2 separate regions of the Mus musculus genome follow, and region 2 is linked to region 1. The links are chromatin contacts, called in public promoter capture Hi-C maps. All regions are on one chromosome and are shown on one strand. Each heading gives the region's core, a stretch centred on a gene start, on an enhancer-like site or on the middle of the called end of the contact. The rest is flanking DNA. Distances are from core to core; before and after follow the strand shown.

Region 1 (4,803 bases), core at 138-2,637:
AGAGAATCCATAATGTAACACAGCTTTAAAAAAAGTAACAGGGGGTTCTATGTAGCAAGTTTTCAACAATCCAAACTTCTGTATCTTCATTTTCAATAACTGAATACAACAGAAATGGAAGTAGTACTGTAGGAAAATGTTGCTTTACTACCAGTTATTACCCCATGTGTACAACTGCAAGAAAAGGTTCCCATGTTCACAAATGCAGTGAGAGAAACTTACTGTTTGGTTTTGATAGGACCTCTCTCATCAATAGGTTCTCCAATGACATTCATGATTCTGCCCAAGGTCTCAGGACCAACAGGAATTTTGATTGGTGCCCCTGAATCCAGTACTTTCTGGCCTCTAACCAAGCCTTCAGTGCCATCCATAGCAATAGTTCTGACCGTGCTCTCCCCTGTCAATCAGCATTAACACGTTATAAGCACCAAAACCTAACAGTATGTAATGAAGGGTGATCAAAAGCAAACAGGCCTCCCCTCTCAGCACCTGAGTGTGGCTTCAGCAAACTCAGAAGAACGAAAGTCATTTGGTAAAGTCATCACAGAATGGAGATGGCACGATCTCGTGTTATTTAAGCCTAACAAGCTCTTTCCCACCTCTAAAACGTCCTACTTACCCAAATGCTGGGCCACCTCCAAAACCAGTCTGCTGTCCCTGCCTTGCACTTCCAGGGCATTTAGGATGGGTGGTAATCCCTCATCGAACTGGACGTCCACCACAGCGCCGATGACTGCCACGATTCGCCCGGTGGCAGTGCCTGCCTTCGGGGCCGCAGACGCCTGCGCCGCATAGTCTCTGGCTAGCAGACAAAAAGGTATTGGAAGGCGTTGGTGTTAGGACAGCTTAAGGTCACCCGAATCCCAGATTTATCCCCCGAGGGAAGGTTAGCTGAGCCCAGACTAAGTCTCCTGCAAGATAGGAGGAGGCATGGAGAAGGGCACGCTGCAATCGGGAACCCACCCGCACTGTTTTCCCGACCTCGTGCACAGAACCGCCATTATTCTCGAGTTTGGTATCCCCCTCAAAACCTCAAGGTCGAGGCAGCTGCCGGCCACTCTAGCCTCACAAAATGGGACGCTGCTGGTTATATCAACGCTCCCACGGGCGACTGTCCTTGCACTCCTCGGCTGGACAGTAGTCCGCTGCCCGGGAATCCTTATGGAGAACGGATCCGATAGGCCCAAGCTCAAGGTCACGGGGAGAAGAACCGAACTAGCTCCTCCAGGAAGGCGCTTACCAGGATGAACCCCGGCGGGAGCAGCTCGCAGTAGAAGCTGCGCCTGTGGCAGAGCCGCCGAAGGGCTGAGTCCCCGCAAGGCCCCGGAGGCCGAGGCCGAGGCCACACGCCCCACAAGACTCAACATGGCGGAATCCGGGTGGAGACTGAGCGCCGAAGCGGTCCTCTCCGCCGGTCCTGCAGCTGGGGCGGGGCAACCTCCGCCGTAGGCACAGTAATTGGGTGATTTTGCTGTTCGTCATCACCACTAACGCTTCTATAGGGTAAAAAAACTCGGAGCTTATCAGCTATTGGTCTAAACTGGTGCCAATCTGAAAATTCTCTTTTTTAATTGGAGGAGCCGCCCTCTAAGCCTCGAAACCTAATTGGCCCATGGGAACGTCAGTAGGAGAGGTTTTTGGCGGAACTACGTTGAAATAAAGGGGCGGGGTTCCGTTGAACCTGTGCACTAGGCCGTCTTTGACTGTCCTTGGACCTTGAGTTAGGTGACAGCCGCTAAGGTTGAGTGGCGGCGTCCTGAAAGTCAGGAACCTTCTGTGGCTCCAAAACGTGGGGTTTCCTCGACAGTAGTGAGGGTGGAAGTTTCCAGGCGGCCCAGCAGGTCCGAAACCTGGAGGCTCTTTATCATATAAATCCGTGCAACGAAAGAAACTAAAGCGACCCATCCTTCGACAGACGTTCTGCATCGAGGAGACAAGGTTATTTATTTATAACACTCGAGGGGTAATTTAGAGTCACCTACTTATGTAAAGAATTGCCCTAAGCAGACGTACTGACAGAACCCTGTAATTCCAGAACTTGACAGGTGAAGGCTCAAGATTCCAGGAGCCAACTGAAGCCCCTTGAGACCCTGTCTCAAACACAAAATGAAAGGTCAGAAGTAATAGACCTTTGCTGTGATATGTGTGTGCAGAAATCCGTAAAGTAAAGTAGAAAGGAAGAATACGCTAAGCGAGCCTTTGCCTGAAACCACATTTCTTCGGTTTGGTTGTAGATAAGGCAAAAAAAAAAAAAAAAAAAAAAAAAACGAAATCCGACCCTATAGGGAGATGATGCCAGGTCTCAAAGGACTTTTGAATGAAAGTGGAGGCTGGCCAGAAGTGTGTGTTGCTCTAGGATGGAAAGTCACAGAATCAATGATATCCTTGCCAGCAACAATGGGGATGGGGTGGAGCTCTAACAGGGAAGCCCTTGGTCTTCCTATGAGGATACACAAAGTTGTAGTATTGCACCTTTTTACTTCCTAGCATCCTCCAGTACTTCCCATTTTTCTGCATGATGATGAAAAAAGTTCTCAGTCTGACAGTGGAGAGCTGGCAAAGGCTGTAGCGGGGAACAAAGGAACGCACCCATATCCTCCTCAGCAATTACATGCATGTGTTATTGAAACAGTCTTGCTGTGGTTCAGGCATGCCTTGGACTCAGCCTCCCCATTCTTAAGATAACATCTAATAACCTTGCTAAGTAAGGAAGAGCCCAATGCAGGACAAGATGTTGCACTTCTGTGACACCAGCACTAGAGAGGGGGAGGCAGGAGTTTAAAATCATCCTGGGCTACACAATGAGTTGGAGGCCAGCCTACTGGATAACACTGCGTGGCAATAAGTAAAAAAAAAAATCATAAAATTCAGACAGAAAAGAACCAAAAAGAATGTCAGCATATGATTAGCAAGTAGAAGAAAGAAATATGGGGCTGAAGGGTAATAAGAGGATCGGAGGATGTAATGCAGAGAGTCAAGAGGCTGTCTGGTGAGACGTCTCAGTGGATAAAACCATGCACTGCTCTCACAGAGGACTGGAGCTCAGTTCCCAGTATGCACATTGTGCAGCTGGCAACTGCCTATAATTCCAGGGATCCAACACCATCTCCTGGCCTCTAGAAACACAGCACTCCTGTGCCCTCTGTCCTCACAGGCACCAGGCAAACAATGAATACAGGCAAATCACTGACTTATACAAATCAACATGAATCAAGAATCAGGGTGATAGCCAGGCATGGTAGCACACGCCTTTAATCCTAGCAGATTTCTGAGTTCGAGGCCAGCCTGGTCTACAAAGTGAGTTCCAGGACAGCCAGGGCTATACAGAGAAACCCTGTATAAAACAAAAAGAAAACCAAACAAACAAACAAAAAGAGTCAGGGTGATAGCCAGGCAGCGGTGGTGCACGCCTGTAATCCCAGCACTTGAGAGGCAGAGGCAGGTGGATTTCTGAGTTTGAGGCCAGCTTGGTCTACAAAATGAGTTCCAGGACAGCTAGGACTATACAGAGAAACCCTGTCTCAAAACAAAACAAACAAACAAACAAACAAAAAAACAAAACAACAACAACCCAAACCAAACAAAACCAAACAAAACAAAAAAATCTCAAAACAACAACAACAATAAACCAACAAAACAAAATTAAAAAACAAGCCAGGCGTGATGTTGCATGCCTTTAATCTCAGCACTCGAGAGGCAGAGGCAGGCAGATTTCTGAGTTCGAGGCCAGCCTGGTCTACAAAGTGAGTTCCAGGAGAGCCAGGGCTATACAGAGAAACCCTGTCTCGAAAAACAAGAAAAACAAAAACAAACAAACAAAGTGTTGTGCTGGAATGCAGAGGATGGTTTCTGGTCATCTTCAGTCACTCTCCACCTTGTTTCTTTTCTTTTAAACATTTATTTATTATGTATACAGCATTCTGCCTTCATGTATCCTGCAGGCCAGAAGAGGGCACCAGATCCCATTACAGATTACAGTTATTAGCCACCATGTGGTTTCTGGGAATCGAACTCAGGACCTCTGAAAGAGTAGCCACTGCTCTTAACCTCTGAGCCATCTCTTCAGCCCCTGTTTGTTTCTTTATATAAATGTATATGGCTGTTTAGCCTTCATGTATATTTATGCATCATGTGGATGTGTGCTACCCTCAGAGGCCAGAAGAAGACATTTAAATCTTCCTGAAGTTACAGACAGTTGTGAGTCTCCTCTGTGCACTGGGAATAGAATCTAGGTCCTTTGAAAGAATAGCCAGTGCCCTTTCCCATTAAGACATCTCTCCAGCCCTTCTCCACCTTATTTACTTACTATTAATTTAATTATCTTTTGGTATTTTTGAGACAGGGCCACTCTATATAACCCTGGCTGCCCTTGAACTCTCAGGCAGAGAGTAGACCAGTCTGGCCTCGAACTCACAGAGATCTACCTGCCTCAGGGTCCTAAATCTTGGGATTAATGATGTATGCCACCACACCCTGCCCAGGTTATGTTTTTTTTTTAAAGATTTACTTATTATATGTAAGTACACTGTAGCTGTCTTCAGACACTCCAGAAGAGGGAGTCAGATCTCGTTACGGATGGTTGTGAGCCACCATGTGGTTGCTGGGATTTGAACTCCGGACCTTCAGAAGAGCAGTCGGGTGCTCTTACCCACTGAGCCATCTCACCAGCCCCCAGGTTATGTTTTAAGACAGAATCTTGTTACTGAACCTGGAGCTTCCTGTTCTGATTGGAGTGCCTGTCAATGTGGTTCCATGATCTTCCTCTCTGCCTCCCTAGGTTTGGTTGCCACTAGCATGGTCCCT
Region 2 (5,161 bases), core at 1,361-3,860, 560 kb before region 1:
TTCTAAGCCATCCTGAATTATATGGTGGCACAAACTCAAGTTAAAAGAACTCAGCAGGTAAGAGCACTGACTGCTCTTCCAAAGGTCCTGAGTTCAAATCCCAGCAACCACATGGTGGCTCACAACCATCCGTAATGAGATCTGACACCCTCTTCTGGTGCATCTGAAGACAGCTACAGTGTACTTAGGTATAATAAATAATTTTTTTTAAAAAATTAAAAAGTAGAAATGTTGAGTCTTGCAAGGTGGTGCAGAAGCAAGCAGATCTCTATGTATTGTTCAAGGCCAGCCTGATCTACATAAGCAGTTCTAGGCCAGCCTGATCTACATAGGTAGTTCTAGGCCAGCCAAGGATATATCACAAGACCTTGTCTCAAAACAACAACAAAGTACAGTAAAGATTATGATGGCTGTAATCTCAACAGCAAGGAGGTAGAAGCAGGAAGATTATGAATTCAAGGCTGGTTGACACAGAATGTGAAGAGTCTGTCTCAGTAGAGCAAGCCAGAGTGCCATTGTGAAAATGGACTATGAGTTATTTTGTTTACTCTAAAGTGGAGCCAACAAAGGAATTATTGACATGTACAGATGGAGAGGGTAAAATCAGTCAGACACACGTGAGAATCACCCTCATCCTCTGGTAACTCACAGAAAGATACCGACACTGAAGGAACTGGCTCAGGTACAGGTGTGTCGTGTCTGCCACAGAGTGACACAGTTCATACTGGACAGAATGACATAGTTCAGGTGGGCTGTTTTAACTGAAAGAGGCCCTTCTGAGGAACCAGCCAACTCTCCCACCTCCAGTTCAGTCAGGTTTATTCACTGTTGAGCAACAAGAACACCAAGGACCCAGTTGTTAGTGCTGGGTGGTTACTGTCAGATGGATAGAATCCAATCCCTGCCCTAAGGAAGGCAAGCGAGAAGCCATGAAGGCGGCTAGGGAGATGTGCCGTGGGCTCTTCTCAGTCGTGTCTCGGGAGTATGTTGGACGCGAGCAGGCAATATCTGAGGCTTCACTGTGCTATGAAACCAAGCTTAAGCAGGCCTGGCCTGATGCGAAGTGGACCCAGCACAGTCTCCGAATAAGAAACTCAAACCACTCCTGTGTATTTTGAGAACTCCAGATGTCAGCAGCTACCTTCAAAAAGACAAAGTCAGGGCAGCACTGACATTAGGTCTAAAGAATGCCCCCTTCAGGGCCAGACATGGCCAAGAGGGTATATAATAGGGCATGTAAGAACCCATTTTTGACCTCCATCCCTCTCCTGGGCTGATCCGAAAGCAGAGAGTTGTCCCCAGTGTCTGGTTTTTTACTGGCCCTTTCTCAGGTCACCGCCTCCCCCACTGGCCACCTGATAAAGAGAGGAGGCCTCTCGTTCTACTAAGGGATGTTACCATCTCATAGAACCTGATTCTGAAAGCACACGCCCCCCAACTTCCTTTCTAAAAGTACAGATAATTCCCATGGGAAGAAATGGGGGAAACGAGAGTCCACTAATTTACAGCACAGATTTCCACCCTACCCACCACAGACACTGAAAACAGAAACTGAGTTGCTCAAATCAAATGGAGCAGAGCTTATCCTGGTGCCCTGAAACATTTAAGAGAACCTGAGGAGAGAGAGGTGCAAGGATTGGCAGCCCAAAGTTTCATGGCCCCTCCCATCCCAAATTCTTGGAATCAGAAAATGCAGTCTTCCAAAGTAGGTCAGCTCAGCAGTGAACAGTTCCTCTGGAAGGAAAGCGAGCAAGAGCCTTCTCCTGATAGAGGACAGGATTCATCCAGGACTCCTGAAGCCAGAGCCCCAGAGGCACGGGAGAGAGGGAAGACAGGGAGACCCAACCAGGGATTAGAAAAAGCTCAGGGTCCCAGATCTCCACTAGTCAGTGATGGGAAGGGGGATTGTCAGAAGGAGAGGCAGATGGAAAGGAGCCTGAGTTTGCTAGGGGAGGAGCCTTCTGCCACTTCTAGATCCTGGAGGCTGCCCCTGTGTCCCGGGCCCCATGACCTGTGGGGCCTTGGCTTCCCTAGCTGGCAGAGGATTGGGCCTTCCCTGGGACACCCCCTTCCTCCTCCCCACAAGCCTGCGGCTCTCCTCTCTCTCTCTCTCTCTCTCTCTCTCTCTCTCTCTCTCTCTCACACACACACACACACACACACACACACCACACACACATACACTTGCCCCCCTCTCAAGCATTTGTTTTGTAGCTCCTCTTTGTCTGTTGGGCAGGAGGGCAAACACATCTGCCTACCCTCCCTCTGCACCCCCACTCCCTGTGCACCCCCATTCCCACCTCTCCACTGTCTTGGAAAAGGGATGCTGTAGCCTAGCGCGCGCGCGCGCACACACACACACACACACACACACACACACACTGGTACGTTTTCTCCTGCCCCCTCCCCAAGCGCATCCACGCCTCCCTCCCTCCCTCTCTCTCTCTCTCTCTCTCTCTCTCTCTCTCTCTCTCTCTCTCTCTCTCCTGTCTCTCTCTCCCTCTCTCTCCCTCTCTCTCCCTCTCTCTCCCTCTCTCTCCCTCTCTCTCTCTCTCTCTCTCTCTCTCACACACACACACACACACACACACACACACACACACACACATACACACGAGGCTCTCAGCACATACACCCTGGGCTGAGCGGTTCTGCCGGCTGCAGCCGTGGGCCCCTGCTCACCGTGCGGCTGCCACTGCCTGCGAAATGACGGCGGTTCCCCTCACTTCCAGGAATCCACGCTTCCTGGAAGGTGAGTGGCTGGGCTCACCCCTGCCTGCCACCGAGACGCAGACATGCACACACCACCCGCACTCCCTCGCCGTTTCCAAGGCGGCGGCCGCGTTCGCACCCCAGGGTCTCACCGGCAAGGGAAGGATAATGTAAGTTCAGGCAGAAGGCGGCTAGCGGAGGGGGGGTAGGGGGGTGATGGGGCTAGGGAACCAATTCAGTAACAACTCCCAAGCCTGAGGAGAGGGAGAGGACGGGGGCTGTGTGTATAGCGGGGGGGGGGAGGGGGCGTTCCTCCTTACACTTGGGGAGGATGGGAAAGGGTGCTTGGTGTTGCTAAGCGAAGACCGTGACTTGGACAGTGGGAGCTTGTGGTGACATCTTGATTAGGCCTTGGGGACAGAGGTAGAGCAGCCAGGGGTGGAATACCGAAACAGGCCTGGGTGGGAATGGAGAGTAGAAAGACCTGAGATGGGAAGAAGAGCTTTGACGGCAGATGCTTCAGCCTGGAACCGACATGTGAGGGGCCTCAGCCTCCTGCCCACAATAGAGAAGAGCCGGGGGTGGCAGTCTTTCTTTGCTCGTGCACTGACTGGTCCCTGATAGCAGGCTAGCATCCTGCCACCTGGAGCCCATGGTCAAGAAGAGAAAGCTGGAGAAAGATATCCCTTTCAGAGAAGTGCAGCGGCTTGCAGAGCTCCAGGCTATTCCCCAGAGGCAACCACTCAAGGGATCCAGGAGAGGGCCGGTCTCTTTCGGTGTGTGAGACCGCTCAGCTTAGTGGGACTGCTCCCCATCCCTTCCCCGCCTTTCTGCCCTTTCTCCACCTCCTAGTTGCTTTGCTGTGGACCTCACGATTTAGCTTTGCTCCCAGAAGGTTCAGCCAATCTACGATGGCTTTGACCAAGAAAATGTCTCTGATACCTGAGAGCAGCCTTAATTCTTGGCTTTGACAGTCTGAGATTTCTTGGAAGTCCCAGGCATTTGAAATTCCCTCACTGGGGTTTCCGAGGCTGAGAGGGGAAACGAATGAGTTTCCCAAATCTGACTTTGTCCCCGTCAGCCTCAGGCTAGAAGTCTAAGTCTCTGGAGCCTCACAAAGACCCTCTGGCCTTTGACAGAGATTCCTTCTTAGATTTTAGTGCCATGAAAGTAGACTTGAGTGTGTTTTCCCTCTTGCCTTTATCCTAGGGATGACAGCAGCATCAAAGAGCCTCTGGAGTTACTGGTGCGCCTTGAGGCACCTGCCTTTCTCTCCTGTTTCCAGCCCTTCATTGGGAGAGCCACAAAGAATGCTTTTCCCTCAGTGTCCCTGAGCTTCCCTTTAAGAATATTGTCTCCCAGAAAGCTAGCTCCTAGTCGTAGAGACAGCCTCAGCTCCAGGAGACTGGGCCAGATATGGATTTCCAAGAAATTCACTCATTTTAGAATCAGCAGGTCCCTTCTTACTAATACTGGGTGCTTTGTAGTAGGTCAGCACTAACCTTTGAAAAGAACAAGAAACTGGGTGTGGTACATGCACGCAATCCCAGTACTCCAAAGGCTGAGGCAGGAGGATTTTGAGTTTACTTAACCTTTTTTGACCTATCTAGCCTCAGTAAACTCAGTTGAAAGGGCACGTGTTAAAACCGGACCTGAATCTACAAGTCTTAATGGTCCTGAGCCGCTCACATCATGGTTTGTGTCTGGTGCTGTCTTAAGGCAACTTCTTAAGAAAACCGTTGCTCGCCTAAGGAGCCTCAGCAGGGGAAAATCAGATTCAAGCCATAAGGCTTTTTCTATAGCCGGAGAACAGGGTTCCTCGGGCTTCCGAGGGATAGAGTGGGGAACGGGACTTTAGGAGAGGTTGCGATGGGAAATGGTCCCCAAGTCCTGAGTGGTTGTTTTCTTCCCACTGACCAAAGCTGGAGAGGGAGCTCTCAGGAGGGTGTGCTCCGGATTTCTTGCCTCAGGCCCAGGACTCCAACCATTTTATAATGGAATCTTTATTTTGTGAAAGTAAGTATGTGCATAGCTGGGAAAGTGGGTAAAATACTAACCTAGGCGAACTTTAGGGATGAATTTTAGGGTCTCTCTCTCTCTTTCTCTCTCTCTCTTCCATGTTTAGGCCTTTGCGCATATACCCATGCATGTTCATGTTAGCAGATAATATAGACGGCTGTGATGTTTATCCCAGTAGGTATGTTCTCTTTATGTGTATCTATATGTGTGATCTGTGTCTGTGTGTTTATCTACATGTGTTTTGATTTCATTCATTTATATGTACAGGAGGCTGTGGGGAGGGGGGATTTTTGAAGGCACTCATGTTTTCAAGTATGTTATTGGATCTAAAAAAAAATTTTAAAAAGCATTTTTACAAAGCATGTTATCAACAAGTTGAAATTGACAAGCTTAAGATAACTGACATTTAGCTCTTGAGAGAAGTTTGGCT

Evidence for each region. Capture Hi-C pulls out chosen DNA fragments and counts their contacts.
Region 2: a contact with region 1 is called in a promoter capture Hi-C map of liver. The contact joins the promoter of Ikzf4 here to the promoter of Atp5b in region 1. A contact is called at or near these places in 2 of 484 Hi-C or Micro-C datasets (CD8 T cells and regulatory T cells) and 1 of 9 other capture datasets (liver).

Annotation. Positions count from the first base shown.
Region 1 is chr10:128,079,891-128,084,693 of GRCm38.p6, reverse strand. Atp5b (ATP synthase, H+ transporting mitochondrial F1 complex, beta subunit) reads right to left here and starts at 1,387. Exons shown (of 10, transcript NM_016774.3): 1 at 1,241-1,387; 2 at 620-802; 3 at 223-397. The coding sequence starts at 1,367. It overlaps Snord59a (a small nucleolar RNA gene), which reads right to left and starts at 552; the gene lies at 478-552.
Region 2 is chr10:128,643,442-128,648,602 of GRCm38.p6, reverse strand. It overlaps Ikzf4 (IKAROS family zinc finger 4), which reads left to right and starts at 2,610. Exons shown (of 8, transcript NM_011772.3): 1 at 2,610-2,882; 2 at 4,635-4,728. The coding sequence starts at 2,796. Gm26876 (predicted gene, 26876) reads right to left here and starts at 2,719. Exons shown (of 2, transcript NR_152728.1): 1 at 2,683-2,719; 2 at 1-1,141.